2 separate regions of the Xenopus laevis genome follow, and region 2 is linked to region 1. The links are chromatin contacts, called in public Hi-C maps. All regions are on one chromosome and are shown on one strand. Each heading gives the region's core, a stretch centred on a gene start, on an enhancer-like site or on the middle of the called end of the contact. The rest is flanking DNA. Distances are from core to core; before and after follow the strand shown.

Region 1 (4,701 bases), core at 1,100-3,599:
CGGGAATCAGAGAGTGGCAAATTTGCGGGCTCATGTGGCGGCAATTTTTCAGTATAAACAATGCAATACATTTGTAATTGCTCTAGGTCAGCCCAGATTTTCCATTTGAATAGCTAATGAATATACCATGAATAGGCCAAGCTAGAAAGGGAACCTATGATTAAGGAGGTGTAATGTATAGCTTTGCTACAGATATGTCAATAACAGTAGGGGCCATGATGTAACCTAATGCCATGGCTCATGGCCAATCCAATGGGCCATGCAAAACATACTACTGTATCACAGGTAAGCGCAGGTGCAATGTCTATATCAAAAGTCCCTGACTCAGAAGCTGGTAGGCCCACAGCTGTGTTCCTTTAAATGTGCATGGGAATATAGTGCCTATTGGGGAGCAGACTGTATAAAGAGTGGTGCCGATGCATGCAAATGCTTCTTTGTGCACCAAACACAGGAACCACATTTGAGATGTGTTTATTGCGCTGGGTCCCTTATAGCTGGAAATATTGAGTTTTACATTGCTGGTTATAAGAAGTACAGTGCAGCCAATTGCTATAAGCCTTGGCCACTCATTAACTGTGATGCCCCGCAGACTTGTTTTGTCAAAAAGATCCTGCCCATCCCTCAAGTGCCTGTATTCAGCTAAACACACAGTATATATAGCTATGATGGGTCACTTGTATGCCATGAACTAAGTGGCCAAATTGAGCAGAGGAGGTCTTGGTGATGTAAACAAGCAAGTGAATATTTACCTGTATGCCCATTCCATAGATGATTACAGTAGGTGATACTTTTGTACATAAGGAACAATCACTTCCCTCCCTGTACACTGTACTTGTAATAGATTTGCGACTCCTGGTCATTGAACAGGGGTTAAGAACAAAGTGTGAAAGGGGACAATGAGGTGATTAGCAGATCGTACTGAAATGAAACTCGCATAATTCCAGCATTATCTGAGTACACGGCTCTTAGTGACATTGTTAAACAGGTAAACAGTTTTCTAGCACACCCCCTCCCAAGCCAAACAAGAGCCAAGGCTTCTTCCAGCCAGGAGGAGAGAAAGGGATTCCTGTTAACTGCCTGCTTACATGACACTTTGTATTGATAATGAGTTTGATGTAGACCTGCTGTGTCTGATTCAGGGCTTCTTTAATATGCGCTGGTGTCAGTGACGCTCTATGTTTCGTATGCCACATGCTGAGGTCACTGGTACTCTCTGATCTTCCTCTTGTAGCATGCGTCAATCACTGATAGTTCGACAATTACATATCTTAACCCTGGAATTAAACAGATGATACATAAGTAGAACTGATAACATACATACATGTTAAGTGGTATGCAGGCAAGCTGGACACCATATTCCTCCTGTTTCCTCTGCTGACTGGTCGGTCACACATATTTCCAATTTGTCCATACAACCAAGGCAATTTGGTAAGTGGTAACCCACTTGCTGGGCCAAATGAAGCTTATCCAAATCTTTGCTCCCCAATGGGGCCAATAATACATGAATGGGCCTTGTTCTGATGAGATCTTTATAACTGTTTGATAGATGTCTGGCAGATTCGCATTTAGATATCAGCAGGACACACCATCACTTTAGTCCCATACACAGTCCAATAAAATGCCCAGTCGGTCTGGATTATGGGTTCTAAGATTGAAGTACGTATAGCCACCTCTAAACATTATCATCACCTATATGTGTGTATGCAATAATGTTTCCTAAGGTAAAATTCCATCTAATATGGCTACAATTAAAGCTGGCCATACATACTAGATCCACTTGTTTGGCGAGGTCACCAAACAAGTGGATCTCTACCCGATATGCCCACCTTGAGGGAACTAGGGCCAAACATTCAGATTACAATGAGGAGAATACGGGCAGTCAGACTGCATCAACAAACAAAGCTGTCCTCGATCTACAGGATTTTTAAACCAGCCCTATCGACTTTCTGGCCCAATAAACTGCCAACTTAATCTGTCGGCATCTTATATCTGCTTGTGTATGGGGCCTTTAGGTGTCCCTTTTACATTTTTGCCCAATAAATGAATATTACATATCTGAATTCATAGATACTGTATCTTGGAAGATACCACAGTGTTGGTGTGTAAGGCAAATATGTTCCAACTCTATTATAGACCCACAACAGCTTATCTATTAGGTACTGCTCTCACAGTTTAAAAGAGCAGAGGAAGTGTCGCTGGACATCTAAGAATGTATTACTCAGTCTAATAATATATAATTTGTACTTCAAGCAACAGCATTTTCCTGGCCCAGGGGCCCATTGTGATGATCCTCTTGCCATGGTGTGGCTGGAATCTATAACAGAGTGCATTCGTCTGCTTTTGTGCTCTGCCATTGTGCACATTTCCCATATCCCTCACATACTCACATTCCTACACACAAAGCCTCTTCCTTGTGCCTGACATAGCATTGTCATAGCCTGTATTTAAAGGCACAAGTGAGTGACAGATAACAGACACACAGCTCATTCTCTTCCTTCCCATTAGCCAACCTAGTATTAATATTATTCCTGTGGCATAAAGGGCAGAGCTGCAGGCCCAGGGATAGGATTAGATCAGTAGGGCAGAGGAGGGTAGAGGGATTTAGAGATTTACACTAGTAAATTGCACATCAACTTGCATATTCAGTAGAGTATAGTTCCTCATTGAAATGCGCTGCATATTTGAGATTAATCCAATTCTTGGACCGCCAAACTGAACCTCCAGATGTGGAAGCCTATTTATCATAGGTCGAATTTTAGTGCTTTTGGAAACCATGATTAAACTATATTCCTCTAAAACCACGAATGCCAGTAAAGTTATTAAAAGATCCGAATACAAAAAGTACGAATGAAAATAGCAGGGGGAAAAAATCCAAAAACCACAAATTATTTTGTGAATGACTAAAAAAAAAAAGTGTGTACGACAATGAACATTTTGATCTCCGAAAACCTCTAAAGCCAAGAACGAAAAGGCAGATCTTTGCACGAAAAGATAGGGAATCTTTCAATGACTTCTACATGAGCATGACGGCTTTTACTTGCCGTACTTTTGTATTCATCGATATAATGGTTTTTACACTTGATAATGAAAAAAAATTGTGGATTATGTCACTATATGAGAAATATGTGCTAAAAAGTACTAACGTTCTATTACCTTTTATAAATTGGCCCCTTAACGTGGTTCCGTGAGAAAAAAGTTCAACTCCCTGGTTTACATCTTTGTAACTGTCACTTGAGGATATTTTTGCATCAGGAAGAAGCCATCATTGGAAAGACATAAATGCAGATTTACCTGGATACCATGGTGTTACTAATGAGAGGGATTACACCAGATCTTTCAGTAGGTGACATACCCCATACAGGGAACTGACACTCCCCCACTAGGAGATCACACCTTGTGTACATAAGTAATGGCTTTGTGAGTGGAGTTTCATGTCACAGCAAGGTGCTAATCACATTAAAGTGACAAGGTACAACTCACCTGACACTTCTGAGCGTGGCTTGGGGAAGTCAAACTCAGCACCTGAAACTCACTCAATAAACAAACTGCCAATAGACAAAATAAAGGGCAAGGTACAAATCAGAGATAGCAATGGTACCAATCGATCTGTGCAGATGCACTCCTTATGCACTAATCTTATTATATTAGTTTTACAACAATATTACATAGTAGCCTTCAAATCATCTGCCTATTGAACCCTAACTCTTATGTAATAAAGTGACACAGTGTTCTATTAAAGTGACTAAAGTGCTTATTGATAAATAAATGGAAATTAATTATAAACTTGTAAATCATGTAATTTATTCTCAACAACCTAAACAGATTTAATTTATGCTTGATTAAATTAATTTATGAAGTGATTGTGTGCCAAAATTAGTAATTCATCCATTAGAATTAATGTAATTGCTCAGATTTCATAGGCGAGTAGGAAAGGGAAATAAATAGAAGGTGGAGAAGTCCCGTAGTAACTGTCTTAATTTTTGCTATCTTCGGGCCTCTTGCACAAGTTAGGGAAGGTAAAAAATTGAGACCACAGTCCCAGAAGCCCTGACTTCTCCAACTTTGTGGGGTCCTGAAGATAGCAAAAAATAAGACTACGGGACTTCTCCACCTTCTATTTATTTCACTTTCCAACTCACCTATAAAATCTGAGCAATTACATTAATTCTAATGGATGAATTACTAATTTTGGCACACAATCACTTTATAAATTAATTTAACCAAGCATAAATTAAATCTACTTAGGTTGTTGAGAATAAATTAAATGATTTACAAGTTTATAATTAATTAATTTCAGTTTATTTATCAATTAGCACTTTAGTCACTTTAGTAGAACACTGTGTCACTTTATTAAATAAGAAGTGGTTTAAAAAAATATTTGTGTTTTAAAAAATCCAGTTAATAAAATTCAATTAATTGATTGCACTAGCACTTTATAGTAATAGAAAATAAGATTTACATTTATTTGCAGTTAATTTAAATAATTGATTAAGAGGGGATATCTTTTTCTTTCAACTAACAATCCGTATTAGACTGAGCCAAGTCAGATCCTTATCTTTAAGCATTCTATAGATACCAGTAGATAGATCCTTTTTCTTTTAACTCCAAGGTTTATTACATGAAAACTATTGAAGTCTATGGTGGAAAAAATGAAATTGATTTGGAGAAGTTTTTTCTCCTCGAATTGAATCGTGTCCATGA
Region 2 (4,701 bases), core at 696-3,195, 130 kb before region 1:
GAGACAATTCACAACTGGTTTTCGTTTTTTATTATTTGCATTTTTTTAATTATTTAGCTTTTTATTCAGCAGCTCTCCAGTTTGTAATTTCAGCAATCTGGTTGCTAGGGTCCAAATTACCTTAACAACCATGCATTGATTTGTATAAGATACTGGAATATGAATAGGAGACGCTTGAATAGAAAGGGGAGTAATAAAAAGTGACAATAACAATACATTTGTAGACTTACAGAGCATTTGTTTATTAAATGGGGGTCAGCGACCCCCATTTGAAAGTTGGGAAGAGTCAGAAGAGGAAGCAAATAGTTAAAAACTATAAAAATGAAAACATGAAGGTGAAATGAAAAGTTGCTTAGAATTGGCCATTCTATAACATGCTAAAAGTTAACTTAAAGGTAAATCACCCCTTTAAAGTGGCTGTTCATCTTTGAATTAGCTTTTAGTATGATGTAGAGAGTGATATTCTGAAACAAGTTGCAACTGGTTTTCATTATTTATTATTTGAGTTTTTTGAGTTATTTCGCTTTTTATTCAGCAGCTCTCCAGTTTGCATTTTCAGCAGTCTGGTTGCTAGGGTCCGACTTACCTTAACAACCATGCATTGATTTGAAAAAGAGACAGGAATATGATTAGAAAAGGGCCTGAAAAGAAAGGGGAGTCAATGTCGGACTGGGGGGGGTTCTGTGACGTTAGTTGGCGTGTCTGTTACGCCAGAGGGCGGACCCGTGACATCAGTGGGTGGGGCTATGCCATCAATGGGCGGACCCGCGATGTCAGCAGGCGGGGCTATGACGCGGCGATCAGCGATTGGCCGATCGCCGTGTCAGTTCCTTATTTGGAAAACCGGGCAGGAAGTATAGACCCGGGCAGCCCCTCAAAATAACGGGCTGTCCGGGTCAAAACCGGACAGGTGGCAACCCTATGGCCATTCCCTATTTCTATGAGAAAAAAGAGGTTAAATAGATGGAATAATTGATTATAGTATGTAAAGAAAAGAGACTAGGAGAATAGAGGTTGAGCGAGGAGAGGAAGAAAATTGTACTGAGGGTGAGGCCCTGGTCTAAGGTTTTTTGGTGGGCCCTTAGTGTCCCAGTCCGACACTGAGGGGAGTAATAAAAAAGTAACAATAACAATACATTTGTAGCCCTACAGAGCATTTGTTTATTAGATGAGGTGACCCCTCATTTAAAAACTTAAGAGTCAGAAGAGGAAGCAAATAATTAAAAACTATGAAAATGAAAACATGAAGGTCAGTTGAAAAGTTGATTAGAATTAGTCATTCTTTAACATGCTATAAGTTAACTTAAAGGTGAACCACCTGCCATTTTTAACTGTTCCAACCCCAAACCTTCATTCTCTCTATCCTGTAGCACTAGCTCAAATCTCTCTGGAGCGCCAAGGATCTGCCCAGCAGTGGCCTGTCCAGAGCCAGGAGTCCTTCGAGATCAGACTGGATACAGCCATTGAACCCCAGTGTGCGGATGAGCCTGTTATGTGAAATAAAACTCCTGTGGGAACTGACTCCCACTTGTAATGCTTCCTGCTGGGGATGCCTTGACATTAGGGGTGGCCCTGGCAGATTAGTATATAGTGGTGGGAAACCCCTATGACTAGTTGGGCCTTACAGAATTAGTGACTCAGAACTCAATGATAATATTTCTGTGACGTCCTACACAGATTTCTGTTTTGCAATTCTCCTCATTATAAATGTGCTTCTATAACAGCAGGTAATGGATCATAAGCTGCAAAGGGCTTGGGTGTGCTCTGACAGGGAAGGGGATTACACTATATGCTGAAATAAAACTCCACACTAGATAAGTGGGGGTAGGTAACCAGCCCAGGATTAGTAGCAGCAGCGCATCTTTCTCCCCATTCTGCATATCAGGCCTGTGAAAAAACCCCCCACTTCAACTTCCTCTTTCTTAGAAAGGAGGTGAAAAGTGAAATAGAATTGTGAGCACCATGTGCTTGTGTGTAGGGAGGGGTGGAACCATGTGCTTGTGTGTAGGGAGGGGTGGATTCGGGGAAATGAAAGTGCAGAATAGGTGAAGGGGCTGGAATTAAAAACAAAACAAAGGGAGAGGCGTAGAGGTGAGGTCAATTTGGGAGTGCATCTGAAGCGGAGTAAATGAAAGTAACACCAAAAAATGAAAGTAATGAAAATGTCATTTACTGTCGTGCTGCACTGGTAAAACTGGTGTGATGCTTCAGAAACTCTACAATATATTTCGTTTATATAAACAAGCTGCTGTGCCCATGGGGGCAGCCATTCAAGCACAGGATACACAACTAATAACAGGTCTGTGGGATCCTTCAGACCCTATCTGTTATCTACTGTGTATCCTGTGCTTAAATGGCTGCCCCCATTGCTACACAGCAGCTGGTTTATATAAACAATAGTTGTGTTTCTGAAGCAAACACACTGCTTTTTACCAGTGCAGGCAACACTACATTATATTGTCATTCCTTTAAAACACTTTCATTTTTTGGTGTTACTGTTCTGCAAAGCAGGTACGTGCTGGTGTGGGGGGCTGAGAGGGACAGAGGGGGCCTTGCGACTGGGGAGGGGGGCCCTGATGTGGCAGCCCCGGTGGGCTCTGACCCCCCCCTGTCCGACCCTGGCTCTGTGTCCCGATTTATGAGTGCCCAAGTCCCTATTATTCCCTCAAAGTGGTTCGGAGGGGGGGGGGTTATAGATTTAAAAGCTTTAGGCTTTGGGGCATATTCACTAACTAGCGAAAATTCGCCAGCGATAGCCTCGCTCACTTCGCAACACTTCACCAGACGAAAATTCGTCAGGACAAAGCTAATTCACTAAAATGCGAAGTTGCGTCCAGAGCGCCGAAAGATGGCGAAGTTTCACTATCGTTAATTCGGCAAGCAAAGCGAAGTTGCGCTAGTGTTGGCTAATTTGCATACGGCGGGAAATTAAATTTCAATGGACGTATATGTTGCAGCCAATACATTACACCACACAAGCCTGGGAAACCTTAATAAAATAAAATAGAGTTGTTATATTGCCCTACACATGAGCCCAGTGTATAGTTCATGTGCCATATGAAGGAAATGTAGGGGGGAAGCTGGGTACCCTGAAAAAATGTATAATCTTTTGCAGCCTAACCCTGAAAAACTGAAAAGTCGCAAGCGTTTTTTTGGGAAAAATTTCCCAAAATTTTTTGAGGAACTGCTATCTACTCTATTGCACTTCGCCTGGTCTGAGGTGGCGAAGGCAAGTCTGGCGCAAGAGGTAACGTTCAGTAAAATCTGCATATTAGTGAATTTGCGTAGTTACGTCCATTCGCAATTTGCCATTAGTGTGCGAAGTAGTGCTACAGTCTATCTCCTTCGCTAGCGAATTTACACCAGCGCCTGTTAGTAAATCGGCGATGTCCCAAAATGATGTCACAAATTTTCTCCAGCGTTAGTCACTTCGCCCTTTAGTAAATTTACCCCTCTGTGTAGGGCTGTCGTTATAGAGATACATGTATGGGCTGCAAAATAACTCCTTTACATTCCCTCTTAATATAATGAGGGGGCAGCCTATAGGACTGTCATAGAAGGCTTAGTTGCAGTTTAAGAACAACAGCAAAAGAGCTGCGGGTTGGACATTCGAGAACAAGTAATAAGGGACGATTTCCGTGCGATCTGACACGATGCGCAAAAACGCAGGCGTCAAATTAGATGCGACGGAAATAAGGTAAGTGAATGCACGCTGCGTCTGCATCCGAGTGTCGTGTCGCGTCGGATCAACGCTGTGACTTCATCCGACATTTCCATTATTTACCTTATTTATGTTGCATCCGACGTGACGCCTGCGTTTTTTGTGCAGCGCGTCGGATCGCACGGAAATCGTCCGTGAAGTCCTACCCTAAATATCTACTCCTGCCCATCAGAGATTGGTATCCCCCCCCACCCCAGTTCTCTGACTGTACATATAAACATGATAAACTGGAACACCATGACCAGAGGGAGCCTTTGATGTGTCAATATCTGACTTGCCATAAACCAAAGTTTAACTGAGTGTGAGAGGTGTGGCGGCTGCACTGTAAATACTGCTGGAAATGACCATGCACTGACACATACCAGGAAATTCCCAACACTTCACCCAGGTAAAATGTAACAGACACATTGGGGGTCATTTATCAACACTGGGCACATTTGCCCATGGGCAGTAACCCATGGCAACCAATCAGATTGCTGCATTCATTGTTCTACTTGCAGCTGGCTTTTAAAAGCTAATCGCTGATTGGTTGCTATAGGTAACTGCCCGAGGGCAAATTTGCCCAGTGTTGATAAATGAGCCCCATTGTTTTTAATCAGATAATGCCCTACATAATGCAGGTCAGTTTATTTTCTTTAGGAATCAGTTTTCAATGAAACTGGGGTATTTATCACTTTATCCAAGAATTACATTCATCCAGATTACAATCCAGAGCCACCATCCAACAAGCTGTGCTGTATGGTTCACAGACAAACCTATGTTGGGCTTTGGTTAACCAATAGGGCTACTTAAAGTAACAGGAACACCAACAAATGAAAGAGTCTTAAAGTAATGAAAAGATAATGTACTGGTGTCCTGAAATGGTACAACGTGTGTGTTTGCTTCAAAAACACTAATATACTTTATATAAACAAGCGGCTCTGTAGCCATGGGGGCAGCTATTCAAAGCTGAAAAAAGGAGAAAAGCACAGGACACACAG

The links. Hi-C and Micro-C count contacts between places; a contact is called where the count stands out from the background.
Region 2: a contact with region 1 is called in a Hi-C map of the XL177 cell line, with 1.9 times the contacts expected there. The contact joins two enhancer-like sites. A contact is called at or near these places in 2 of 4 Hi-C or Micro-C datasets (the XL177 cell line and animal cap).

What each region holds. Positions count from the first base shown.
Region 1 is chr9_10L:47,653,784-47,658,484 of Xenopus_laevis_v10.1, reverse strand. No RefSeq gene overlaps it. Among protein-coding and RNA genes, the nearest start is that of exoc7.L, 19 kb to the right of the region's middle. Within about 2 kb of position 2,349, at least 3 of the 7 cell types and tissues checked have an H3K27ac peak or open chromatin away from gene starts, as enhancers often do.
Region 2 is chr9_10L:47,783,100-47,787,800 of Xenopus_laevis_v10.1, reverse strand. LOC108701127 reads left to right here. Exons shown (of 18, transcript XM_018235351.2): 18 at 1,371-1,521. The coding sequence ends at 1,498. Among protein-coding and RNA genes, the nearest start is that of LOC108701127, 24 kb to the left of the region's middle. Within about 2 kb of position 1,945, at least 1 of the 7 cell types and tissues checked has an H3K27ac peak or open chromatin away from gene starts, as enhancers often do.